2 separate regions of the Mus musculus genome follow, and region 1 is linked to region 2. The links are chromatin contacts, called in public Hi-C maps. All regions are on one chromosome and are shown on one strand. Each heading gives the region's core, a stretch centred on a gene start, on an enhancer-like site or on the middle of the called end of the contact. The rest is flanking DNA. Distances are from core to core; before and after follow the strand shown. Region 1 holds the start of Slc19a2 (solute carrier family 19 (thiamine transporter), member 2). Region 2 holds the start of Suco (SUN domain containing ossification factor).

What was found. A called contact is a pair of places that touch in the nucleus more often than the background predicts.
Region 1: a contact with region 2 is called in a Hi-C map of muscle stem cells, with 4 times the contacts expected there. The contact joins the promoter of Slc19a2 here to the promoter of Suco in region 2. A contact is called at or near these places in 1 of 39 promoter capture datasets (hippocampal neurons), 1 of 484 Hi-C or Micro-C datasets (muscle stem cells) and 1 of 115 datasets of contacts at active chromatin or transcription factors (astrocytes).

Annotation. Positions count from the first base shown.
Region 1 is chr1:164,245,182-164,252,094 of GRCm38.p6, reverse strand. Slc19a2 (solute carrier family 19 (thiamine transporter), member 2) reads right to left here and starts at 3,049. Exons shown (of 6, transcript NM_054087.3): 1 at 2,639-3,049. The coding sequence starts at 2,842.
Region 2 is chr1:161,871,013-161,878,187 of GRCm38.p6, reverse strand. Suco (SUN domain containing ossification factor) reads left to right here and starts at 1,506. Exons shown (of 24, transcript NM_001357402.1): 1 at 1,506-1,877. The coding sequence starts at 1,816.

The sequences.
Region 1 (6,913 bases), core at 1,800-4,299, 2.4 Mb before region 2:
GTTAAAACACTTTTCAGAGATAAAGAATTCTGTTGGCTACAGCAATAAACAATCGTAATCCCAGACAGGCTGAGGCAGGAAGATCATAAGTTTAGGAATACTCTGAGCAACTTTTCAAGAACATCCCTAAAAAATGGTCAACAAGACTAGCTAAGGCTCAGTGGTTAGAAGCATCAACTACTCTTCCAGAGGACCGGGGCTCAGTTCTCAGCACCTATGCCAGTTGGTTCATATCCACCCATAACTCCAGCTAAAGGGGTTCTGACATCCTTCCTCTTCTGGCCTTCACAGTCTCCCATACACACATGGCAAACACTTACACGGTCCTGCACTAACTACAAAATTAAAAAAGAAAAAGTCTGGAAATGTAGCTCAGCAGTATAGCAAAAGGAGCCAAAGGAGCCCTGGATTCAGTTCCTAGCATAATAAGTAAATAGCTTTTATTAATGTTTGGCTTTTAATGATTGGGACATAGTCCAATTAGAACCTGCCTCAATCTTAAAGTGGTAAAATTCTAGAATGGGAATGGAGAGGGGAAATTCTGCCCTTGAGCCTTAGGCACTCAGCATGATTTAAGATAACCCAGGTTGGCACTTCTGATGTCTTCAAGGGAAAAATATAAACTTCAGTACAAATGTCACTGACTATAACCTGGGATTTACTTTGCTTAAAAATCATTCAATGTTTTATTTAGCTGTCCGTTGCTGAAAGCAAGTGCTCATTCGTGAAGGACAACAGTGGTTCTATTTCAGCTACTAGGTTTTCGTTTTGTTTTTAAATGTAGGATTCTCAACCTGGAAAGAAGGGCTACACTAGCATTTTAGCAAAGACTCCAAGATCCCACATCCCAGATCACTAGATTTCTCTTTAAATCCCCTTGCCTCGACTACTTGGCACTAAGACAAGCATCCTTGTGTTGTCGTACAATGAACAAGCATTTGCTGGGCCCAGCACGCTGCTATACTCTTATACCCCCTATATGTAAGGCCTGCTGAGAGGGCAGAGCATGCCATACTGCAGCACACAGCAGCTCTTGATCCAGGTCCCCTGACAAAACATATCAACTTTCAAATATCAACACCAAGAGCACATTTCTCCTCACATGCTTCTGTCAGGCAAGGACATACACTGTGCAGATCGCACAGCAGTTTGCATGCAAACTTGCTTACTCTGCTCACATGCTGAGTCATGTCTGCCTCAGGGTCTATACCTCAGGTTCAGTGGTTGTCCTGGGTCTCCAAGATCGCACTTTCTTATAACCACAGAGCAATTTTCTTCTTGGAAAAACCATTCTAAATCAGAAGGCTTTATCTTTCTACTGTTGGCTTTAACCAGCACCAAAATACACATGGATAATGAATAACTGTGACATGATCCATAAGACTAGGGAGCAGGGTGTAACATTACGGCAGAAGTCAGCTGTACTTGCTAAATGTCAGTGGATCCGGGATTCCACACTGACTCTCAATTCTTTCCCAGGTGACCTTGAATAAAGGCACAACAAACTGGACTCTGAGTAATTATATCCTGCCAGTCTGAAATGGGTCTGGTAGTGTCACCTCTTGCTCTGACCTGGCATGCCAAGTTATTGAGTTAGTTGCTCCTCAGAAGTGATGACTGACAGGAAATGACAGGGAGGCTTAAATGGGAGTCATATTCTACAGCCACCTGGGCAGGGAAGCAGCGCGGTAAGGAAGGAAACCGGGTATAGGAAGAAGGTGGCAATTATTCAGCATCCACTCATCTGACAGTAGGGAAAAGACATCGGACCTGAGCTTTCACTCTTTTGGATACTCAAGGAAAGGGTCCTGGAGCAGCAATCTCCATCTACAAGCTCCTCTGACAAAACCAAGTGCCGGGATAATGAGCTTTAATCACAGGAGTTAGGCACATTTCTGAAGTATACTATGCACTTCTGTGGTGCTGTGCGTACAAGTTTGTATCTTGAATAAATGTCTGCGCAGGAGTTCTTGGTCATGGCCCATGTGCATCACAGCCCTCAAAAACACCTGTACGGAGGATAAAACCTGTAGGTGAAGCAACACTTCACCATCCGAGAAAAGCTAAGTACCAATTATATGACACCGTCTGTTTTCATCCCAGAGACGGACTTCAGAGGGTGCAGTAAATCTTTGGACACAGTCTTACCTAATCAAGCACCCATATTCGGATGGCGTACTACTGTCCTGTATTGTCCTTCTGTAATAGCGCGTATCTATCTTGTCAGGGGTAAACAAAGTCAAGGAGGGGAAGGAAAGGGGGACCCTCTCACAAAAACAAAGCCAAATAACATCCATCCATATATACATACAAACACTCATATGTACATATTCTACTGAAAGTCGAGTTTACTGTTTTCTTTATCCACGCACTGTCCCCGGTCCCCAGCAGCTCCCACAGGACTTGTCCGGGCAGAACCGGGTTATCCACATACGGCCTGAAACACACATGCACGTGGGCTGCGGCCCATCTTGCTTAGTCTCGCACGGAACGTGCTAGAAACGCAAAGAGTAAGGCCACTTTTCCAAGCGAGCAGAAATCCGAACAGATATCTGCGTAGCCCGCTCCGGGACTCCGCCGCCAGACCCTCCACAAACATCTGACATGCTCGGCCTCCCCGCCTGCCGCTCCTGCCTACCTGTCTCTCGGTCAAGTTCTTGTCGGGTCCCAGAAGGTAGGGCGTGAGGAACGGCTCCGACGGCCGGAGGTTTGCGAAGAAGCCGTAGGCGCAGAGCAGCGCGGTCGGCAGGAACCAGCACTCGCGAGGGACGCGGGCAGTACGCAGAAGCATCCTGGCCGCCGCCGCCGCCGCTCGTCTGGACACCCTGGCTGGCACGTCCATCCTGGGCGCGAGGGGCTGGACGCCGACACGGCCCCCTCCTCCTTCTCGGCCAACGGGAGGGCGCCCGAGCCGCGAGCCCGCGCGGGCACCTGTAAGCGTGCGCGACGCCGCCTCGCGCCAGGGTCAAGGTGCTTGGAGTCCCCACCGCCCGCCGGCGGCCACAGCTCGCTAGCCGAACGCCCTTTCCCTAAGTCCGCCTCCGGGTCTGGCCCGCCACCCCGCCTGGCCCCGCCCCCACGCCCCGCCCCGACCGCAGAACGCCCTTTCCCTAGGTCCGCCTCCCGGTCTGGCCCGCCTCCGCCTGGCCACGCCCCACGCCACGCCCACCCACAGCAGACGATCACTAGCCACGCCCCCGGGAACCTCCTCCTCGCCAATGCCTCCCGGCCGGAGCCAACCTCCCTGCTTCCCTATTGGCCAGTGGCTCAAAAGACAGAAAGGCCGCTTGGGGCTGCGCGCCCGGGCTCTGACGTGAGGGGTTCTGGGACATCGGACTTTTAGGGGCCATGTCTGGACTCTGTGGCGAGGACCCTACACACCCTCCCTGGTCGGATCGGTCACCAGGCATTTTCCGATCACACGTCCGGAAGGCTCCCTAGAGCGGGATCCCCGGATGTGTGCTTCATCGCAGCGAGTCTGCTCAGTCTTATCTGCCAACCTACTGATGTTGGTCCTCTGCCCGGGACACATGATGACACAGGCTTGCAAACCTTTAACCTTGAGGCGGGAGAATGCAATCCCTGGGCTCCAAGAGCTTTTTGTTGTTGTTGCTGGGTTTGATTTAGTTTGCTTTTTTTTTTTTTAACATTGTCTTTAAATGTGGTAGAAAGACACAAGCTGGACCTGAGAACTGAGATTTGGGGCCTTTTACTATAGACAGAAAGAAAACGAGGATGACCGAGTTAATCAGCAAGAGGCTTTTGCTTTATTTCGTCACTTTTTGTTGGCAGGATACAAAGAACAATTAACTAATATATCCTATGGAAAGGAAATCGCCCTAAAAACCTAGGCCCTAAAATGGGCTCAAGGTTTCAGGAAGTGTGCCGCTCACGAAATACCCACAGGGTTCAAAAGTAAAAGCAGCTAACCCCCACCCTACACTGGGAGGTTTCTGTCTTCTCGGTCCATCCAGACAGGCTAATCACCCCGTCTTTCTCCAAGGGAGCCTGCACTCCCCCTTTCCTACTCTTGGCTACAAAATCTGGCTCAGACCATGCGCTGCTGGCTCTCCAGCACCTCTGGTCACAGCGACTCCCAGTCTTGAGATTCACCTCTCAGACTGCTGTTGTTAGTGAGGGCGATCTGAATTTTCATTCTTTCATTTCTGCCTGGGTCACTGCGTCTCCAAGGAGAAGGACCAACTAGACACCTGAGGGCTGGCAGGCAGGACTGAAAGGGCTCACTGTGCGAACCTCCTGGGTTCCCATTGAGCGATCCTTCACTAAAACACTTCACTAAAACAGAAAAACGAGGCAATAAGAGGGCAGGTTGTTGTCAGAAGTTTTTCAAGGGCAAACCGTGGCAGGAATCCCCAGCGCTTTCTTTCATCGCCCTCTGCATGACTTTTTGCTGGACTCACAGACTGACTCTGTCCCAATATCAGCAGAATCGAGCTGCACGAGTGAATACACAAAATGTGTGCGTGGAGCAATTTGCCAAAATGCAAGGTGTGGTGTTGACATCTTTCAGAGTCTTTTGAAGGGCTGGCTAGGAAGACTTTATTCCTTTTAGCCTCCAGAGGCTATATAACCTGTGATGATATCAGTTTGTAAGCTAAAAGAGAGTGTGCCTGTGTGCTATATTTCAAATTTTCTCGGTTCAATTTACTAAATTGATAATATCAACCGTTCTAAGTCACCAAAATCAAACGTCTCCTCGATGACAAGAGCTCCGAGACCAAAAAGCTTGAGGATGTTTGGTCTATTAAATGTGTAGTCACCTAAATTTCCACCATCATATCAGTTTCTCTTCACAACTATAGAGATAGAGCTGGAGCAGTTAGTTCTCCTGGCTGCCTTGCACGGACATGTATTTTAGTAGAGAAAAGGGAAGAAAAACAAATGAACCAACAAGCTGATAAGGGCTTTGCATTGAGATGTCTATCTTTTAAAATCAACTTTCTAGTCTTTTGTTGAGGCTTGAAACCCTATGGAATCTATACATCACCTTGTTATAGATCGAATATTGAAGTTTCTAATCTTCGAGATGAGTCTGGATATAAAGCAGTTTCTCCTGAATTGGGCAGAAAATTACTTCTTACTTTTCTGAAAGAGGTTCCTAAGTAGGCAGAATTCTACCAAAATGACTCTTGTCCTTATATAATCTCTATCTACTTGAGTGTAGCACGAAAGCTTATGGATTTGATGAGATAATACTCTCGTGATTGCACAACATTTTATAACAAAAATGGAATTATCTAGCTAGCCTAATCACAGAGGCCCTTTGTAAGCAGAGAGTTTCTTTCCATGGTAGCAGAAAAAGAACCCAGAAGGGTTTATTTGAAAGGTCAAAAGGGTTTGACCTTTTACTGCCTATGAACCAAGATGAGGGCAATCTGTGACAATGGAGCGTGGGTCCTGGCTGACAGCAAGGAAGCCAGTACCTCAGTCCTACGATCACATGGAACTGAATCCTTCTAAAATTCTTAAGAATAGTAGCACACATCTGTAGTCCACCATATGGTAAACTGAATCAGGAGGATTTCAATTTTACAGCTAACATGAATAACATGGGAAGTTCGGGGACAGATACTGTACATAGTGAGAACCTGTCTCACAAAACTACCACTACCACCGCCACCCAGCACGTCAGAGACCTTGGAGTGCAGTCTTCCTCAGAGCCTCCAGAGGAAAGTCCAGCCAACATCTTGGATTTAGCCTATGAAATCCCAAACAGAGATCCTACCTACCTAAGCCCATCTGGTTACACTCCACTGTGAGCTAAGCTGTTGTAATTGTTTTCAGATGGTAAATCTTTGTGAACTTGCAACAATAGGAAACTAATGTTGAGCTAATATGTATGTATGTATGTATGTATGTATGTATGTATGTATGTATGCATATATGCTCTCATCCAAGTATTAACGACTCCAACCCCATTTAGCTTCTGAGATGAGATAAAGATGGGCATGTTTGGACAATATGGTCAGAATATAAATTTCTAAGTTAAGGTTATAGTAAGACAATGCAAAATAAGCAATGTTGAAACAGACAGCTCAGCGGCTTAGTACATTCCTAATACTAAGCCATTGCCCCTTTCTAGTAATAAGAAATGTTTTCAACCACATAAGCCAATTCACACTCAAGAAGCTATGAGTCTCCACTGACCCCTTACCCACAATGCCTGGGAACACTATAATGTGCCTGTGTGTCTAACAATGTGTCTGCATGAAAGTTTCATACCTGCGACCTTTCATCTCTGGCCTCTTTCCCTTAGCATAGGACTTTATGTTTCACTTATACCTTAATGTAAGTCAACACTTTCTGTTCGGTAGTTGAGCCCTGAGCCATATCTATACACTCACCAGTTAATGGGCATTTGGTTTGCTTTCACGTTTTGAGTGAAACGTGAGTTATAAACTTGCGAGTGAGTGTGTGTGTGTGTGTGTGTGTGTTTGAATGTGTGTTTCCGAGGAGAGGAATTGATGCCTCATTTGGGAATTCTGTTTTGTCTGAGGAGCTGCCAAACTGTTTCCCATAGAAACAGTACCATATTCAAGCAATATCCAAAGCTTCCAATTTTTCTACATCCTCATCCATGTGTATTTTTCTTTCTAGGGGGTAGCCTACCTAGTCAGTGTGATGTGGTAGCTCATGGATTCGGTTTCTAACCTCCCTAGAGAGTGATAGTGTTGATGTTGATAGTGTTGAGCATATTTTCCTGTGTGTAGTGACTATCTGTCTATCTCTAGGTCCATTCAAGTTCTTTGTCCCTTAAATTGTTTTCTTTTGTTATTGAACTACAAGTGCTTTTTATGTATTCTGCGTACTATGTTCTCCCATGAAATATGGATAAATAGGATATTAAGAGATTTTTTCTCTCACTCATATGTGGGAATATATGTTTTGAAAA
Region 2 (7,175 bases), core at 257-2,756:
GCGGTGCAGATAGATGAGAGGAACTGAAAATAAAATAAAATAAAATAGGAAGGGAATGACTGCTCCTGGGCATGGTAGAGGAGGTTTATACAAGGGAGACATAGCCAGAGACAGGGGCATCTGGACGAGTCCAGAGTGAATACGAACCTGAGCAGGGGCCATGTGAGGAAAGTGGAGGAGGCAAGGAGAGCCAGGAGACCAGGAGATCAAGAGGCCAGGAGGGTAAAGGGCAGACCAAAAGGGCCAGGTAACCAAAATGGCTGGATTATATAGGGAAGGGTGCATGAGGGAATGGCTGCCCAGCCCCTGGGCTGGAGAAGTTTGGAGTAGGGGCTGATGAGAAGAATCCTGCAACTAACTGGTAGAGACTGAAGAATGCTGGGAGAACGTGGCAGCCAGTTCTGCTTTGATATGTTAAATAGGCACACGGGAGACTTAGAGGAAGGAACTGCTATACTAAGAGGCCAAAAGTCTAGTCTCTTCCAACTGCTGTCTTTCAGGATCAGTAAGCTACTTGAAGAGATGTCTGGCAGTAGCCACAAAGCATTCTGAGATTGCACACCAACGCTCCCTAAGTAGGATTCTGGGCCTCAGCTTTTTACAGATTTTGGGGTCTCCATCTGTGAACACCACTTCTTTTTTTTTTTCTTGTTCACAGCAAGTATGTGTAGGAGTTCGCTTTCTCTGCTTCCAGACGCCGAGAGTCCGTAGTGTCTTTTCTGCCTTGCAGCAGCAAACCCACAGCCCGAAATTAAAAGAACAAAAAAGAACACTAAAGCTCTATCTTAGGAATCTGGCGGGCAGGTAGGAATTCTCACTTAGGTGAAAGAAAAGCTCAGTCCTTCCCAGCCAATCATGTGAGAGGAAACGTTGACACGCCTCTTTCTACCTTCCAATCATCATCTACCTCAGTAAGCCCGACCCACTGCCGGTAAACCGACTTTTAAATTGCATTAGCATGCTTTCTCCTGACCCTCTCCAGTCATTCCAGGCCGTTCCATGACTGTGCTCCAAGGAAGAATTATAGACTTAACAATGACAAATGACAAAGCTAGTCAGTCTGAAGGTGAGAAGTGAAAGTGTAAAACTCGAGAACCAAACCCGCGAGTTCTACGGAGGAAAAAAAAAAAAGGCGGGTTCGGGCAGGAGGACTACAAGCCCCAGATACCCGTGCGCGGAGGCGGCGCGTGCCAGCGAGAGTGGGCAGGCCATTGAAAGGCGGAAGACCGAGGGTTACAGGACTTCCTGTTCGAGCGCCAGCGAGTGGGTGGGACCTGCGCAGGTTGGGCGGCGGTTGTGGCGTTTTGGAGCTTTGTCAGCGGAGGGGGCGTGGCCCGCGCTGTGACTTGTGGAGCGCGAGCCGAGAGGGACGTGGGTGACGCGTCTCCTTCCACCCAGCTCAGTGGAGTGCGAGGTGCGCTGGCCCGGCCGGGGATTGGCTGCTGAGAGGCGAGTACGCGGCGGCCGTTGGTCGCCGGCAGCACGGAGCGAGGGCCCGGGCGGGCGGGGCGGGGATGGGGAGGCAGTGGCGGCGAAGGCCGGAGGAGGCGGGCGCGGGCGAGCGGGCAGACAGAGCGGCGGCGGCGGCAGTCTCCCGAGCGCTCCTGTGAAGCGTCCCTATTCCCGTTGCCGTGGGCCTCTCGGGGAGGCCATCCGGGACGCGAGCCGCTGCGGAACCGCTCCCCAAGCCCCACTGCTCTTCGGACTCTCGGTCCCATCCTCGCGTTTCTGCTCCGGCTCCTCCATCTTGGCCTCGACAGTGGCTGCTGTGGGGAGGATGTGCCGCCTCCTGGCAGGGGGAAGAAGGAGGAGAAGATGAAGAAGTACCGGCGGGCCTTGGCCCTGGTCTCCTGCCTCTCTCTCTGCTCTCTAGTCTGGTGAGTAAGGGGCCGGCCTCTGGGGACTTCCCGTGGGGATGAAAGAGGGAGTAGGTCGGGTCACACCCCCAAATCATCTCGGCTTTTTGGGTTGCTTGGTGCTCCTGCTCCTAAGCCAGGGACACAGCGGCCACCCAGCTCTTCCTCTTGTGGTTTACGAGTTGTGTTTTGGAATTTGCAGAGTTCCAGCAGGGAGAGAAGGGGATATTGGGGATCACTTTTTGCCTTTGTACTCGGGTACCCCATCACCGCAGTTAGGGCAGTTTGGGTAGTGTTCAGAAAGCTAGTGAGTGAGTTACTCAGTTTTGCTGTCAGTTCATTTGCTTTCGTTATGAGGTAAGGGCAGGGGCGAGTCAGGTGTGATGTGTTCCGGACCTGTGATTTTGAAAACGTGAGTCGTCATGAGGGTAAGAGTAATGTCTAAACTGTTGTTCTTCTGGTCAGGTCTTGCACAATCTTGACCAATAGTACTTTTGGGGCTGCTCCTTGAAACCCTGCGGCGTGGGGCGGGCGGGATCCCTGATGAAGCCCTTTTTCGGTTAGCCTGGTGGGAGAGGATTATCACAGATGTGGAGTCAGCCATAGTTTTGGGGCATGTTCTTTGGCACTAGAAAGGAAACGGTTTTTGCGACCCGCTCTGTCCCTTTCTCTGAAGTTCTATGGAGTTCAAGTTAATTTCAAGCACATCTCTGGATGTCCAGGAGCAGACATAGCTTATGAACCAAAGGATTGCTAAAGGTGTACTTGGAAAAGCCATTCTTTCTGAAGGAATTCCCAAAGAGCCTTGAGACTTGGTGACTGAAAGTGATGGCCTTTGTGTTAAAGAGATTTTGCTTCTTATACTAAAATCTAAACACACTTTCTTATTTACCTTATGTCTTCAAAGCGCCAGTAATAATTCCCTTTTTTTTATGGGTGTAATGGAATCCAGAGGTGCTCAAGTTGTAGAGTTGTTGCTCACATAGAATAATATATTAATATGGGCTCAAGAAAACACTTGTCTGAGAAAATCTGACTGGAAAGACTGTATTTCTTGTCATTCTGAATCCTTTAAATACTCCTTAAGAGAAACTGGTACCTGAAACCAGTGTAGGATTAGGTAGCAATTTCTTAGAGTTGGTGAGCTTCTCTTACTAGCCTTTTCTCCCCTCATTCAGAAATTATCTCCAGATTTTGTTACCCACTTCTCTTTTGTAGATTGAGTATTCTATGTTCATATAATAATCAGTTCTAGGGTCTACCCAGGACTTACTCTATTACTATTACTGCAGTTTAGTTTGATCTTATACTGTCATAGTTGATAGATTGTGTGTGATACAGCCTTCTGCCTTTTCTCTTTTCCTGCCTAGAGTGCTATAGATTTACCTTAACAGAAAACCAAAATGCATCCTATCTATTCATTCTGGTTGCTATTTTTTTCTTTTGCACACTGCTAATCACAATTCTTGGTTAAGTAGTACAGTGTATTCTAGGTGTAATTGTAGTGTAGCTACAGAAGAACAGTGATAGCTAATATTTATTGTTATCTGTACCAAGCATGTGGCATGTGTACGTTTTAGCATCTTTGTCAGCAAGGTCCTCTTAGGTAGATATTATTAGTTGAATTCTGTATTTTACAGATGAATAAATAGAGAGGCTAAAGTTATGCTTGCAACAGAGTAACATGGCTAAGCAGCTACTGCATTCTAAAATTTAGATTTGAACCTAAGCAGCTTGTAATACAGGCTCCTCACTACAGTGGTCCTCTGACTGACTATAGGTTAAATAAGGCCTGTGTTTTTAGACAGATACAGTACCATCACTTACTAGATATGTGTACTTGGACATGCTATATAATTCCTTTGAACTTTAGTTTTTAGAGCCTCAGTATGATAAAATTGATCCATTCATACCAAAGTTATTAGAAGCAAATGAGATAACACATGCACTTTGTAAAACAGTAAGAGCATGCTGTCTTTCATTATAAAAGCATTCAAAGGTGTTTTTCTTATGTTTACTGTGTATTGAATATTGTGAATCTTGAAAGCTTGAGTGAGTGGCCTCTCTCGTTTTTAGTACTGAAACTATCTCAACTAAGAAGCCTCCTTGTAAGCTCCTACTGCTGCTATAACAAATTACCAGAAATCCACTGGCGTACACATAGTTGTTTTATAGTTGTAGGGTGTGTGTACAGGAGTCCAAAATCAGTCTCACTGGGGCAAGTATTAAGGTGGCATGGCTGCTTCATTCTGGAGACCCTGAGGGGGAGACTCCAGTTCTTTGACTTTTTCAGCTTCTAGGTGTTGCATAGATTCTCTCTCCTGTCTCTCATCACTTCAACCTCTCATTTTGGCCTTCAACATCTGCTTATGACGGCCCTTGTCTTCCTCCTTCAAGGACTTATTATATTGTGTTTACCCTTAGTCAATATCCATGTCTCTTAGTTTGCTGAAGTCTTCAAAGTTTTATGATATAATATACACTATTCAGAAGCTGAAGGTGCAGAACTCTCTCAGTCATTGACAGAGGGGAGTTGATCATCACACTGAAGTGGACGATGTGATCCAAACCTTTGAACAGTTATTCTGAGTATGTTCCCTAGTAGTAAAACTTGGTGCATGTGCCTTTAAAATGTGTCTAATTATTTGTAATTTATCTACATGTATCAATATGGCATCAGTATTGTACATATAATTACCAAAGTTAGTTGTTTAAGAAAGATAAAAAATACTTTGTTAATATTACCATTTGTTTTCATTAAAGTAATTTTCAGTGAGAACTGTTTAATTTAAGAGATTATTTTATATCAAATGTAGATAAATGGTTTATAATGGTTACTCTTCTTAGCCTTACTATTTTGTTACTGGTTTATGCTTGTACTATTATCTTTGTTAGCTTTTCTGTTTGTTTGTTTGTTTTAAAATACATGTAGTAAGTTGTTTAGTTAAAGCAGAGCAATCCCTCCATCTTAGATGGACATGTATAGAAACCCAGTGAGTCATGGTATGCCGGAGGTAAACCAGAGCTTTACTCTTCCTTTACATATCTGCCTTTAGTTCTTAATATGTCTGCAGCTAACCCCTAAGAACCAGAACTCTTTACATTAATCTAAAAAAGGCTAATTTTTAAAAATAGTAACAGATTTTTTTCTGTGACTCAAAGGATGAGCTTAGAGGAGCTAATATTTAGACTAAAACCTTGACGTTAAAAAACTTTGATATATTTAACATACAATAAAGGTACTTAAAAGGACATGAGGTGAATCTAATGAAGGGTTTGTATTTTAGAGTCTTTCCTGTCCTCCATTCATCAATCATATGCCTTTGGGTTGTTATTTCTGTGAACATTAGTTCTCATCTATTAATGGTTTCTAGGGTGAATAGAATAGTCAAGGTGGGAGACTTGTGTTACAAGCAGAGGGAACATTCTTGTGGGGTTTTCTGGAGTGTTTAGTAAGGGTGGAGAAGACTTGAAAAGGATAGAGTTTTGAAGAAAATTATTGCCCAGGCGAACTCTGAGTTTAGCAGGATAGAAGATGAGCGAGTGAAATAGGTTAAATAAGAAGGAAAGAGGCAGCCATATTGATATTTTAATTAGATTACTATCAAAGATAGAATGGACTGCCTGACAGATTCTGGAGGTGGTAGGTCATGGTCATAAGTGGAGGGAGGTGCAGTAGGGGAGCACTGGGAGCTGTGTAAATCAAGATGGTGATGTTTTTTGACCTTAGTCTAGTTTTTATAGATGGAAGAGATTTTTCCCTCCTTGAGTTGTGATTTCTGTATTCTTTGTTTTTTCCTCTGATAATTTTTCCAGCTTTTTTAAAAATTTTATCTACCTACCTATCTATCTATCTATCTATCTATCTACCTACCTACCTACCTACCTACCTATCTAATATAAGTACATCGTAGCTGTCATCAGAAATAACGGAAGAAGGCATCAGATCCCATTACAGATGGTTGTGAGCCACCACATGGTTGCTGGGAATTGAACGCAGGACCTCTGGAAGAAAAAAGTCAGTGCTTTTAACTGCTGAGCCATCTCTCTAGCCCCTAGCTTCTTTTGTTAATTAATATATGAGCAGAAAAACAAGAAGCAAACTATATAAGAAACTGCTTTCTTTTTATATGGAATTGTCGAAAATTCCTATTCTGTCTTTTACCTGGAAAATGTTTGTGTGTGTGTGTGTTTACTGCTTCTGTAGAGACTTTTTAAAAAGTCTCTGAGTCTATTTTCTGAATAAAATGATATTCAAAATAAATAATGAAATAATCATGCTCTCCACATCATTTGATGACTTTTGTTGTTGTTGGAACTTAATATGAAGAGACTGGAAAGAATTCAGATTTGCTGAGATATTTATTCAAAGGATAGCATCTGGTGCCTGGAAGGAGTATAGATAGGGTCATTATGAATAGTGCCAGATCCCTTCACATAAGTTGGGTGAACTAGGCTGCTTTAGTGTGAAGAGATCCTTGAAAGAAGGTGCCTTCTCTTTATGAAAATCTGTGATGTCTGTCTATACACCAAGAGGCAGATGATTCTTTATAATAGTCTTTGAATTATTTTAGGAACTGGAGATGTGGCTCATGTTGCCTTTTAATGTTTAATACATTTGAAGATGTTTTAGAATGCAAGTAAAAATAGACTTAGCAGACAATAAAAAAAAGAATCAGATATTAACAGTTAGCTCTCTTTGAGCACTATTATCTCATAATTTTGTTGTTTGTGACTAGTACATTTCCACTTCTCTCAATCTGAGCAGAGAAATAAATATGTATAGTTAACTTTACACTTCTAATGAAAAGAAACTTTAAAAAGTATTTAATTGCTTTTTTTGTCTCTCAGGTCATTTTCAGCTATGAACATTTTATACACACACACACACACACACACACACACACATACATACACATACATCCATATATACACACACAAACACATATACATACATACACACACATATGCTATATACACCCCTGTTTAATAGTTTGTGTATATATGTGAATAAATAAAACACCCTACTTGAGCCAGGCATGGTGGCGAATGCCTTTAATCCCAGCACTCAGGAGGCAGAGGCAGGCGGATTTCTGAGTTCGAGGCCAGCCTGGTCTACAAAGTGAGTTCCAGGACAGCCAGGGCTACACAGAGAAACCCTGTCTTGAAAAACCAAACCAAACCAAACCAAACAAACAGACAAAAACACCCTAATTGAAATAATGATTTATGGATTTCAGATTTTTCTTTAGTGCCAGCTATAAAACACATTTTTTACTTGCATTCCCTGTTTTGTTTTTCAAGACCATATAAAGTATT